Linked DNA regions of Gossypium hirsutum: all the other regions are linked to region 1. A link is a contact called in public Hi-C data. All regions are on one chromosome and are shown on one strand. Each heading gives the region's core, a stretch centred on a gene start, on an enhancer-like site or on the middle of the called end of the contact. The rest is flanking DNA. Distances are from core to core; before and after follow the strand shown.

Region 1 (4,534 bases), core at 1,549-4,048:
TTTGTTGTTTTTGACATAAAATTACAATTAAATTGAAACTGGTCCAGAAATTGTAGGGAATGGGGCCTTAATCATGTCATTCTTTAAAGACATAATTTAATCACAAATTTATCACTAACCATTCTTATTTATTTCAAAGAAATAGAACTAAAGCTTGTATCAATTATTTTCTGGAGGTCATAGCCTTATCATACCAATTCTTTAGGGTTGTATTGCTATCATAGCCTCTCCATTTTGTTTAATTAACTCACTACGTTACTATCATTCAAATAACTTTTAAAAAGCTTTCAAAATGATCTGATTTAAGGTTTATGATTTTTTTTCAATAATATTATTTTTAAAATTGGAATTGTGTTCTCTCATGTTTAGTAGGTAAATAGAAATTTTAAAAGATGGAAATTGAAAGAGTAGAAAAAATGAAGATTTTTTTTTCTTTTCATAAGTGTGCTTGGAAAAAATTGAAAGAAAAAGTAAATTTCTTACTATCTATTACTAGCTAAAGTAAAACAATGAAAGGAAAGAATTAAAACATTTGAAAATTGCATAATTTTGAACTAACATATACTTTTCTCTCTTTTTTTTTTTCACTTCTTATCATTCTAATTTAGAAAGATTGATTTTTATGTATTAGGATAAAAAAAAATTGTATTTTCTATTTTCTTTCCTCTCACCTTCTTTCTTACCGAGCACACTTAACATTTATTTTCTTTCAATTTTTCTATTCTCTCCTTCTATCCCTCTACTTGTCTATCTAACCAAGCACATCCTAAGAGTGCAATATGTCTTATCACTACACCCAACATTTATTGGTAATATTTCCATTTTAATAATCATCATAAATGGGGGTAATTTAATTCATATTCTTTCCGATTCTTCATTTTTCTTAAAATATATTACATTTGATACATATCTTGATATGAATGTAGATAAGCAAGTTTAATGCTTCCAAATAAACAAAAGCAAACTAGAAAAGTTAAATTAAACATGCACATGTCCAACATGTATTTATAAACGAATTTTAATGATATAAATTCTCTAATATAACAAAAAATACATTTATGGTATATTTGACTACCACAAGAGTAATTGGATAAAAATATAATTACTATCTTAATAATTACACTCTATTGTGATTACAAAAAATTGTAATTCCCTTAACTTGTTTGCTAGTAAAAATTGTAATTAGACAGTTATATAATTTATTTTGCAAAATATTAATTACTAAAAACGTATTAGTATGATAAATAAAAATTCTAAATGAGTAACAAAAATTAAAATTGAATTATCATATGTAATATGTTAGTCCAAGAAAATAGTTGATAATGTTATTACTAATAAAAATAACAATAAAAATAAATATCATATGTAGTTTGGTCTAATTGCTCTAGTATTCCATATTTGTTGGGTTATTCACTCTTTAACATTCAACATATAGTCCTTATTACATCTAAATATGAATTTGCATCATTAAGATTATCAAGATTTTTTTCTTCCATGTACTCTTCAAAGTTTGAACCATCTCAATTCCGCCTATAAATGAAGTTATAAAGTATAACATGTGATCCAATTTTTTTTTTTTTATTGTTATGCTAAGGTGGTGTTGTTAATATAGGAAACCTCTTTTTTAGAACAACAAATGTCTTCTTAACCATATTTTGGAAGCTTTCAATGTCTCAAATTAAAGAGTTTCACAAGTTGTCTCTAGTACTTATGTTTGGCTCCATTCTCTCAAATGGTATCGTACCTCATGATATGGTGCAAGAAAACATTTTTGTATTTGCATAAGTAGCATCTACCACATTATATTTGGGTTCCAGTGCAAATAAGCTATAGTTTTAATTATATAAACTCAATTTGAAAAGAGACTTATGCTAGGCTATAGCCCTTTCTATAATAAGTACTTAAGTTAAAATAATATAAATTTTATAATATATAACCTTTTTAAAGAAAGGTTTTATAAAGTATCCAATAACTTTCAAACATCTCTTATAAATAATATAATTTTTGTCATAACTTTAGGAAGTTATTTTTTTATAAATAAATAATGAAAAAAATTATAACATTTTTTTAAAATATTTTTTATACTATATAGCATGGACACGTACAATGGTGGATTTTTTGACTAAATTTTGGGGGCCTAGTAAAATTTTCAAAAAATTTAAGAGTTTAATGAGACTTTTTTTTAAACAATTGGGGGTCTAATTGAAAATTTTGTGAGATTAGTAAGAATTTTCATAAATTTGAGGAAGCTTAATTAAAATTTTCTAAAATTTCAAGGAAAAAAACCTTTTTTTTTTAAATTTTGGTGGGGCCAAGGCCTTCTAGAGGATCTGCCCCTAGACGTGTAAATAAGTTATGCCATACTTTATGACTCTAACTTTTTTATTAATAAGTAGATTATAACACTTTTATAACATTAAAATTATTTTTATAATATAATTTTTTTTGTTATAACTTTCAAAAATACATATAAATTATTTTTTATAATATATTTTTTTAAGATTTATAATATAACCTTAGAAACTTTTGGCCATACCCATACCAAACACTCCTACTTATTTATTATTATAATATAGTTTTTTATAACTTATATAAAAATAATTTTTGAAATTAAATCATGTACGAGTATTTGAAAAGTTATACAATAATTAGATTTAAGTGTAATTATCCTAATTTTCGCATTCCCTTAAAAATTGAAAAGTATAATTTCTAATTCAGTCGAACTTATAAATTGCAATAATTATCCAAATATATTAACTTTATATAATTACAAAATAATTACATGCAAAGGGCGAGAAAGAAAAAGCAAGCTAATTGTATAGAAGTCTTCGGATATAATGACCTCAGTCTTCTATTTGAACGTTGATTTTCAAGGTTTTGTCTTAAAAAGGGCAATTTCTAAGGTCCACTAAACCATGATAAACCGGTCGAATATGAAGCCCAAACCCAATCTCGACCGTCTGGTCAAGAACAACCCTAAAACCCTAATTCCCCTTTCCCATTTCTCATCCTACTATATAACCCTACTGTAACCCTAATCCCCATTTTAACCGAGCATAAACTCATCGTCTTGGCCTTTTGTTACTAATACTACCATCCCAAAATGGCAGTGAAGCCCTCCAAAGCCGACAAGAAAATCGCCTACGATGCTAAATTATGTCAGCTCTTAGACGAGTACACCCAGATCTTAATTGCGGCAGCCGACAATGTGGGTTCGAATCAGCTCCAGAACATTCGCAAAGGTCTTCGAGGTGACTCAGTTGTTCTCATGGGTAAAAATACAATGATGAAACGGTCGGTCCGTATGCACGCTGAGAAAACCGGAAACCAGGCTTTCCTTAACCTTATCCCCTTGCTTCAGGTTCTTTAAACTTCTAATATTTATTAATATATTTTTTTTGGTATATTGGGCTCATTATTATTTTGTGTATAGAGCAAAGAAGTGATTGTTTTATGGGTTTATTTTAATCAGGGAAATGTTGGTTTGATTTTTACCAAGGGTGATTTGAAGGAAGTTAGTGAGGAAGTTGCCAAGTACAAGGTTTGTTATTATATCTTTCATATGAATTAAAATTGAAATATTTGATATTAGAATTGTTTCTGTCATTCTTTTTTTGTCAATGTTGCAATGTAATAAATGGAAAATCGAATTAAGAACATGTGAACTTGATATTTCATATTCTGTTGAAGTTATTATTATGTTGTTGAAAGTAGGTATTTATCTTTCACATTGATTTAATAATATTTTAGCTTTTTGATAGCTGAGAAATTCCATTCTCAGCTTTTGGGCTCGATTGTAAGAAGTTAAGTTGCATGTATGCTTCTGGGGATTCATTCTTTGCTTTCAACTCACTTGCTAACGTATTGTGATTGTTTGCGGCAATCCATATTCTTAAATTAAGCAATGGATTTGATACCAGTCTGATTGTGGAGTTCTATCTGGTTTTCTTTTGGTTCTGGATTTAGAAGTTGGGGACACCATTTGCTTCTGGTTCATTTGCTAGTATATTATAATAGTTTACTTGAACCCCCATACTTGAATTAACCAATACATTCGACGGAAATCTCTTTGTGGAGTCCAATTGTGTGTCCTTTTGGTTCTAGATTTGAAACTCATATGTTGTATTTTGAATCAGACTATCATGAATTTTTTCTTGGTTCTGTAAAGTTCAAGTTAATTTAATGTAGTTGTTTATTGCTAAAATATTGTGTTATTGGATCTGGCTTCAAAAGTTGAAAGATTCATTGTTTGCTGCTGGTTCATTTCCTAGTAAGTTATAATAGTTTTCATTTGAATGTATTATGAATTTCTTCTTGGTGCTATGAAGTTCAACTTCGTTTGATGTAATGGTTGTTTCTTGCTAAAATATCTTGTTTTCTCGATGTGCTTGGATTTACCATCATATTTTGTTTTGAACAGGTTGGAGCTCCTGCTCGTGTTGGTCTGGTTGCACCCATTGATGTGGTTGTCCCACCCGGCAACACTGGGCTTGACCCTTCACAAACTTCTTTCTTCCAGGTACTGCACTTTGTC
Region 2 (4,559 bases), core at 1,700-4,199, 170 kb after region 1:
GATTTACATACTTTCTTTGTGCAAATTAAAGGAAACAAAGATGGCCAAAGAAAGTAAATGGTGTAACCTTCTCTAAAGGGTTTTTGATCATTTTTAGAATAAAGTCGGAACACACTGCTTTCATCTCCAACTTGCAAAGCAAAGGCTGCTCCTCTATCATTTTTATATAATACAAAGTTGAGTATGTTTTCATGATGGATATTTTTTAGTTTTTTTTTTAAATTTATCCCATTTTTATTATGCCCGAAAATATGTCGAACATGGGTATTTTATATTTCAATCATGTGTGCTTTGTAGCTTTTAAAACCCTTGGAATTTTGTGGCTCAGAAAATGATAGATAATACAAGTAAAAGTGAGATGGGTAAGGGCACTAGTGGCCAATTTCATCATAGTTGCAGCAGCAACAATAGTGGGGGGTAGATCCCACATTGGCAAATCGTAAAACAAAACAAATACAGTAACCTTCCTTTTTCTTTTTTCATTTTTGGAATGCCTATTTTCTGGCCTACGGAGATAGATTAGACAGGCGTCACTCCTCCATTTGTTCGAATTTCTTCATTACATACACAATCATAATCTTCATTTCTAGAATACTGCAGGAAGAATCTCAGAAGGATTCACGTGGAAGGGGAAAAGAGAGAAATCTATAGTGTGAGTGTGGTTCTATTCTGCCTAATTTTTAAAGCTAGATTTTCTCTTCTTTTTCAACATGGCAATTATATTCTTTAATTTGGGCCTCAAATGAACAACAAATTAAAAGACATATTTATGTTAATGAGTCAGTGTTGGCACCATTGAAAATCTAGGATGGCAGAAAGCAGAACTGAATAGAAATAAAAATGTAAACCATATTCTATGACTGGTTGAAGCCTAAGTGGAATGCGTACTCAGCTTCGACTAAATAATGATGGCAATCAAGTTTTGGTCAACTTGCCCATATTGTATCCATTAAGCTGAAACAATGGCCGCAATGGATCCTCTAAAGACAAACTGAGCAATCAGATTCTGAGGATTTTCCCAAGGGACAGTGCCTATTGAGTCACCCAATTTGGCCACATCACCCTCTGACATGGCACCCATGTTCTAAGCTTGTGATAGTGAATATCGGATATGAGTATTTTCCAAGTTTATTCTATGTATTCGAAGGATTCCTCAATCGATATTCGTGTTTGAAAAACGCCTTCTTATCATTATTAGAATTGAAATTGAAACATGGAATACAATAGAAAACAACTGTCTTCCATATGCATACATTTAATATCCTAAGTTAAAAGACTTTAAAACACAGAGCTTTGGGGAGGCTGAGCTCCATGAAATCCATTGCCATAAAGATTTTGGCCCTCAAATCTGAGGCCATTAGAAGCAGTGAGATACTGCTGGGATGATGTAAACCAGCCCTCTTGACTTGAATTCAAAGCCATAGCTGAAGCATCATTGTTATGGTCTGCTTTTTGAAGGGTGGAGGACAGTTTTTGGTGCAATGCAAGAACATGATCGGATTGATTGTCTGAAAAACCAGTGTTGGGGGTGGTGATACTGAGTGTAGTAATATCATGAATGCTTGGTCTCTTCTTATCTTTCCCTCCTGAAAGCTGCCTCTGAAAGTATTTTTGAGCATGGCTAGCAACCTGTGTTGGAGTCTTCGAAACCACAAGATTCCTCGATATATTTCTCCAGTCCCCTTTACCATACTTCATTAGTCCCATCAAAAACCGCCTATACATACATACAAACATATATATATGAATTTATGTCAAGATTGCCAATGCAGTGTACTGGTGAAAGATATCCGCACTGAACAAACACACAAAGAGAAAATTATCATGAAACAAGAAGAAACAGAGGGAAAATTTTACCTGTGTTCTTCCTCAGTCCATGGAACCCCTTTCTTCCTCTCATGATCAGGCCCTTTAGCCCCATTAGACCTTTTCCTGTAAGGTTCAAAATCATGATTATCAACCATTTCAAATGTGAAAGATGAAGTAAGATAACCCGGAATTGGGATTCTTCCAGATTCAATATCGAAAACATCTTCTTCCAGTTCTCTATACTGTTTAATCACATCTGAAACGGTTTTTCCTGGAATCATTGCTGCTACTTTCATCCATCTATCAGGAACATCTTCACCATATATTGCTAAAGCACTCTCAAATCTTTTGTTTTCTTCTTTAGTCCAATATGGGTTTCTGCTTATATCTTCTTGATCAAACCAATCTGAATTCGACATGAAAGAAGTTGCAAAGAAAGTTTCCATAGACAAAAAACCTCAACATAAAAAAAGACAGCAACTTTTAACATGAAATAAAAATGAAAAAACTAAAAAGCAAGATTTTTTTAGTGCTTAAGAGAGCATCGAAATGAGAATCATTTTCATGGGAATCAAGAATCAATTCTTTTTTCTTTCTTTTCAACAGCAAAAACTGAAGAATCAAAAAAAGACCATTTTTTTTAGAATCAAGAGAATCTTAAAAAAGAACAATTTTTTTTTTGCATTCTTTATTTATGTATAACTTGAAAACAAGCTAAAACCCATAGAGATTTGTAAACAAGCCATGCTTAGAGCTTAGAATTTATACTAAAAACAAAGCAATAAAGTAGAGGGGGGAAAAAGGCTAATAAATGGCAAAATAATGAAAGATGGTTGGACAAAATAAAGACCCAATTGAGTAAAAAAAGATGAAAAGATGATTATTTGGATACTAAAACTGATATAGTAGAGAGGGTGGGGGGGGGATGGGCTTTCTTTGTTTGGATTGCTGGAAAAAGAAAAGAAAATGATCGAAGGGAAAATGTAGAAGAGAAAATGAAGAAGGCAGGGAGGAAAAACAAATGGGGGTATATGGTATTCTGATCGTTGAGGAGACAAGAGTTGGAGAGAGAAAAGGAAGCTTAAAAACTGTGGCTTGTTAGGATTGGATTGAATTCAATTCAAAAAGTGTTTTTTTTTTCTGTTAAAAGAAAAAATTGAACACAGAGTGTTAAAAAGTGAAGATTTTTCCTCTTCTCATGTAAGGGAGTTGATTGTGGTAAATTGGTAATTTACTTTTTGCTTCTAATTTCATTTATTTATTTACTTTTGGGTTCTAAGGTTTGGTGTAGTGGAACACTTGGTTAGCCAAAAGTTGTAATGATTATCTTGAAAAGGAGAAAGGCAAAAAATATAAAAGATAAAAAAGGAAATAAATAAAAGGGGAGTAATTTAGTGATTTATGTTTGGGTAAATTAAGAAAGCGCATTTAGTAGTATGCGTATTTTTATTTTCTTTTCAAAATTTTAATTATTTCTTAAATATATATAGATATCAACTTTACCCATTTATGTATATCAATAAACATGTTATATTTTATATAATTTGTGTATGGTATTTAAAAAGAATAGATATGCTATATAACCATCACCAATTTTGTCATTTTGTAGAATTTTAAAAGAATAGAAGAAGAATTAGTCCATGACGCCATCATATCAAAATGAACATAAACTGACAACTTTTGTAATAAAGTTAAAAACAAACTCTTTTTTGTTTTCTTAAAAGTTAAAAATATCTTATTCGAGTTACCAAAACAATAGATCTTACTCTTTGTACTTTCAAGGTAAAATGGTTTTAATAACCTCGTCTTTCAATGAAGCGCCTGTAGCTCAGTGGATAGAGCGTCTGTTTCCTAAGCAGAAGGTCATAGGTTCGACCCCTATCTGGCGCGCGTTCCCTTTTTCATTTTGTTATATTTATATGGTGAAATTCATTTGTCGTAAAATTAGAATTTTTTATTTATTTAAATAATTAATGAATTAATCTGTATTGATTAAATTAAAAAGTAAATTGATAATTTTTATTAAAAATTTTATCGATTTGTTTGTACTATTATAATATCATACCCTGGAGCTGAAAGAAGGAAGGAGATATCAATGCTGTGGAATGGTTAGAATTAGAAGAGGAGATATTTGAACAAAAATAATTTTGTTATATGTCCCATAAAGAATATTAAATTAAATGACGTGAAAAAGGGAGCTTAAAGACATAAAACTAAAACTTTTTTCTTTCCGAAACCTCAATCCAAATTCCCTTTTCTTTTCTTTTCTTTTTTTTTTTTTGGTTACCCTATCAATTATAAAGATAAAGAAAAAAACAAAAAAAAAGGGAAAGGTTTTCTTGTCTTATAAACAACTAAATTAAAATTTGAATAAGCTAATCTAATTAGTTTGGATTAAACAAGTTTTGAATTAGTCCTCCAACTTATATTTTTTTTTAATTTTTGAATTTGATTGCAAGATTGACCATCCATTTTGACTTGTAAGGGTCATTTGTGGGTGCAATATATCGATAAAAAGTGAAAAGGCTAATTTAATTAGTTACATCAAAAACTTTTAAATTATCCGTCATTGGTTTTTTATTTTGATTTTGGACATCCATCTTTTTGTGATTCACAATATTTTATTTTTATATTATGGAACCAGGAGATTTACTGATTTCTTGAAAGGTGGTGCCATTGCCTTTTCTTTTAATTTATCTCATTTTCACTTTTGTTTTTCTCTAAATAATGGTGCTTCCTTTGGTTAGCAA
Region 3 (4,408 bases), core at 414-2,913, 200 kb before region 1:
TTTTGAAAGAACTTATATTAGATTCCAAGTTAATAAACGATCGAGTTGCCAATTTTTTCGGAACATTGTTAAGCATGATGAAAAATGAATTAAGTCAAACGTTGTAATTATTCTAGCCTATTCATGTTTACTACTAAACCATCACCTTGCATTTCATTTCATTTGCATTTAGGTTAACTTGCATTTAGTTAATTAACTTAATTTGACACCTATCACTCAAAATTATTGTGTTTTCCTTAACCAATTTATGAATAGTAATTTTACAATTATTGATTTAAATGCAGTCCTTGTGGAGACAATAAATCTAATACTTACTTATTACTTGAAAACGATTGTGTACACTTACACATTTCGTCGCGAACCATCTTGGCATAACGACTTTACCTTGTGAAAATACTGCAAGATTGTCATGTTATGTTACGCCATCAACAAAAATTAGCTCTCAAGAAGTTGAAGCTTCGTGCCATTTCTATTGGGGAACAAACTTGCCAATGTATCCCACGTTTCTTTAGGAGTTTTGGCATCCCGGATGTGCTTTAGCATGTCTTTTTCAATTGTCATCTTCAAAACGCACATTGATTTGCCCACTTTAATCTTCCACTTCCGCATCATATCACTTGTAGGCTCTGCCACTAGTTACGTGATTTCGCTTCCATTCACCACCTCCTACAGGTTTTGGCCTTGCAAGTATAACGTCATACATGTTGACCAAGATTTGTAGTTTTGATTATTGAGTTTCTTAACTCCACCTATGACATGAAGGTCACTCATTTTACCAAGAGGAAACACATCAAACGATACAGAAACCTAGCTTGGATACCAGGATGTAGAACACGCAACAAATAACATAAGAAAACAATAAAAATAAAGGAAGTTGAACTAAACTGATCGATAATTTCTGAAACCAACTAAATGCCTTATATAGGCTTACATCCTATGACAAACCATTAACCTTAAAACTAGAGACGTATCCCATGACAAGCTACTATCCTTAAAACTAGAGATATCCCATGACAAACCATTATGCTAGAAAACAAGAACAACTGATTAAATTAAACATTGATTAAAGGCTCAATTAATAAACCAACAGAAAACAATTAACTAGACCGATAGACCAAACATAAACAACACAAACATTGCTAGTGATGTTGCTTTAACATTCAGCTAAAGTTGAAACGAGCTATGGTTTAATTTTGAAAATATATATGTATTCTTTTTATTCCCAAAATTGGAATCGCAAGATTTAGTGTATAGATTCAACCTCCAAAAATCGACGGTGAGAATGGTTTCCAACCAAATCAAAACAACTTCAAAACTAAGCTACAAGTGGCTCCAATGGCACGTGAACCAGAATAGATGAATCGCTTCCTCATTATTTCACTCAACTATTTAAACAAGTCTTAAGGGCTAGCAAACTGAAAGAATCAAGTAGCTTTCATTTCATTTTTTTTGTTTTTTCGATTGTGACTTTTTAACTTAAAAATAAAAAATGGCAACAAAATCCGAATCAAAATTACGTTAATCCTGTATTGGTAGGTAAAATGGATCGCCTGAGGCCCAAGGAAATCTATCAACATGGGCATAAGATAAGAACGAAGATGGTGAATAAAACAATACGGACATAAATACAAAAAATAAATTAAAGGAAAATATAATTAAAAACAGAGGGCATTATTGTGATTATTCCATCCACCTAAAAGCAAAAATCTCAAAAAACGTAGGCTTTAAGTGAGAGAAAGAGAAGGAGGAGAGCTGAAGATTACAGTTGTTCCGTCATTTAAGATTTCTTTTGCTCTTCCTATTTCACCCTTCCCTCCTTCCTCTTATTTACACTCCTCACCACTCTCCGCCATTGTCGTTTCGCCATTTCCAGCTCCCAAGCTTCACCTAACACTTTTTGGACGCGCTGCGTTTAGAGCTGAGAAAGAAGAAGCACAAGATAAGGCTTATTTTGATCCGCGAGGAGTAAAATCTGAGGAGGTGAAAGATGAATCGGAGCTTTAGGGCTCAGCAAGAAACGGCAATGCAAGCGGCGGTGTTGAAACAACGGCAACAATTAAGAGCTTCGATGATGAAAGAGAAAGAAGAAGAGCTTGCATTGTTTCTCGAGATGCGAAAACGTGAGAAAGAACAGAGTGATCTTCTTCTTAATCACTCCTATGAGGACTTCGACGCTCCATTAGGTGAAGTTTCTAAAATTTCTTCAACTTTTCTAGGGCTCTTTTTCTTTTTAATTTTAATTTTTGGTAATTTCTTGAAACTGTAGGATCTAAACCTGGAACTTCATCGATATTTAATCTTTCAGCATCAACAGCGACTCCGCCGAGAAAAGCGGCTGCCGCTGCCGATGATTTTCTTAATTCTGATGGTGATAAAAATGATTATGACTGGTAACTTGTTTGTTTATTCTTTTAATTTAATTTAATTTAATTTAAGGTATTGTTTGGCTGAAACCAAACTGCAAAAAGGCGCCTTTCGATCTAGAAGTGAATAAAAATTCTGAAGGATTAAAATTGTAAAATCTTTACTATTTTTTAGATGCGGAGCAATTATATTGGAATTAGCTTTCAGTTTAGATATTTCTTTATCTTTAATTTTAATATTGATATTGATTTATTTTAGCTTTTAGGAAATAAGAAGTATAAAGAATAAATTACCAAAAGGCAGAAGCATTGGCAACAACCAAACAGAGCCTTGATTTTATAAATCATATTCATGCTTAGCTTAGTTTTGTTATCAGTTATTGGTAGGTTTTCGTATAATTTACTTAATCTTGTCCAATGTATTTTTAAGGCAATAGGAAGAAAAAGGAAAAAAACAAGTAAGAAGGGTTATAATTATTGGTGGCATGTTTAATTGATTAAGTTAATAATTTGATGGTTGTGATGGGCACTTTTAAAATGTGCCCTGGGGTCGCTAGTGGCAACTAGAGCATTTATTTTTTCTAAACTTCAGTTGGCCATTTTGAAATATAATATTAGTGATGATTTGTTATGGTTTCTTTTGATGAATCGATTGCAGTCTTTGTTTTGGGGATTCAAACTTCAGTTTCCTACTTTTTAGTTGAGTTGAATTATTTTTCATTTTTAGAAACTTGATTCCATTTGTTTCTCATGGTTCTATGTTCTTTTCTGGTCCAGTCTGATCAGATTAAGATGTCATGTTTTGCGAATCCTATTAAGTTCCTTTTATATGTTGCCTTCTCTAAAAGAAGTTAGAACTTTGAAATTTTGTAGATTTAGCTGCCACTTTGTGGGCAAATCTAGGTTAGTTGCCTTAAAATATTTAAGTTCCAGATTTTCAAACAAGCCGAATGTTCAAACTCAAGAGAAAATGTTTAGATGACAAATTTGTAGATTATGCTTGTAATTAGGTTCCAATGCTTTGATATAAATAGAGAAAGGGTCCCAAGACAAGGACTGAATTCGGAACTTCTTCTCTAATTGGGGCTGAAAGATGTGTTAAGGTCTTTCGCTTGCTTCAGCTTTGCACTAATCCTTTCTTTTTCCTACGTGAATGTAACTAAGTTAAATTATTTTCTTTTAATATGACAGAATTAACAGGAAATCTCTTCCATGTCAGGCTTTTAACACCTCCTGGTACTCCTCTTTTTCCTTCCTTGGAGATGGAGTCACAGAAGACTGTAATGAGTCAGATTGGTACTCCTAAGGCTCGTCCAACTGCCCTGAAATCTAGAGTATGAAAAATTTTCTTAATGCTATGATATGGATTGCATGCCTTTTGAGAAATTTGGATTTTTCAATTACATGATATTGCTGTTTCTGGAAGTAGAAAGGCATCCCGTCACACATTTATTAAATGAATCTGATCTCCTTTTTGACATTGTTTTGATAAAATCTTAGCTCTGTTGTAACCATTCCACCGTGAAATTTGATTATTTCCTGCCATGATTTTAGATTAGTCTATGGTAAAAAATCAGCAAAGCTGTAAAGGCTCACTTTTGTATCTACGTTAAAAACCTTCTTTTAAACTTTGAACCAACAAAGATGACTGCCTGATATCTTGGAACTGAATATATTTTGCTTTGCTTATTACTGACTCGCCATTACATGAATTACTACTTTTTTGCATCTTAGTTGGAGTAACTATCATTATTGCCCAAATTCAAAAAGTATTTTGAAGTTTTAAAATCTGTGTACCTGTTAAGATATTATGGATGACCCAAGTTTCCAGAAAGATTTTTGTATTAAATCCATAAAAGGCTATTTTCATAGTTTTGTTATGTTTTTCTGACCTTTAGGTGTTCTGATGATTGGGTTCATGAACTTATTTGGGTATTGATTTTTGTTCATTGAGTTTATAGCTAGCAAATCCCCAGCCTGAGTCTGCTGCTAGAGGCAACTTAGCACTGAATCAACCGGCTCTATCACCTGGATTGAATTCTACA

The links. A called contact is a pair of places that touch in the nucleus more often than the background predicts.
Region 2: a Hi-C map of leaf shows a contact between it and region 1, with 1.8 times the contacts expected there. The contact joins the promoter of LOC107955159 here to the promoter of LOC107955164 in region 1. A contact is called at or near these places in 5 of 34 Hi-C or Micro-C datasets (callus, hypocotyl and leaf).
Region 3: a Hi-C map of leaf shows a contact between it and region 1, with 2.0 times the contacts expected there. The contact joins the promoter of LOC107955169 here to the promoter of LOC107955164 in region 1. A contact is called at or near these places in 3 of 34 Hi-C or Micro-C datasets (hypocotyl and leaf).

The regions. Positions count from the first base shown.
Region 1 is chrD04:12,972,721-12,977,254 of Gossypium_hirsutum_v2.1, reverse strand. LOC107955164 (60S acidic ribosomal protein P0) reads left to right here and starts at 2,798. Exons shown (of 5, transcript XM_016890892.2): 1 at 2,798-3,361; 2 at 3,473-3,541; 3 at 4,421-4,519. The coding sequence starts at 3,104.
Region 2 is chrD04:12,804,624-12,809,182 of Gossypium_hirsutum_v2.1, reverse strand. It overlaps LOC107955159 (transcription factor DIVARICATA), which reads right to left and starts at 2,949. Exons shown (of 2, transcript XM_016890888.2): 1 at 1,858-2,949; 2 at 1,174-1,717. The coding sequence starts at 2,255. The coding sequence ends at 1,279. It overlaps TRNAR-CCU (transfer RNA arginine (anticodon CCU)), which reads left to right and starts at 3,627; the gene lies at 3,627-3,699.
Region 3 is chrD04:13,167,580-13,171,987 of Gossypium_hirsutum_v2.1, reverse strand. LOC107955169 (translation initiation factor IF-2) reads left to right here and starts at 1,663. Exons shown (of 5, transcript XM_016890896.2): 1 at 1,663-2,183; 2 at 2,267-2,390; 3 at 3,583-3,697; 4 at 4,325-4,408. The coding sequence starts at 1,988.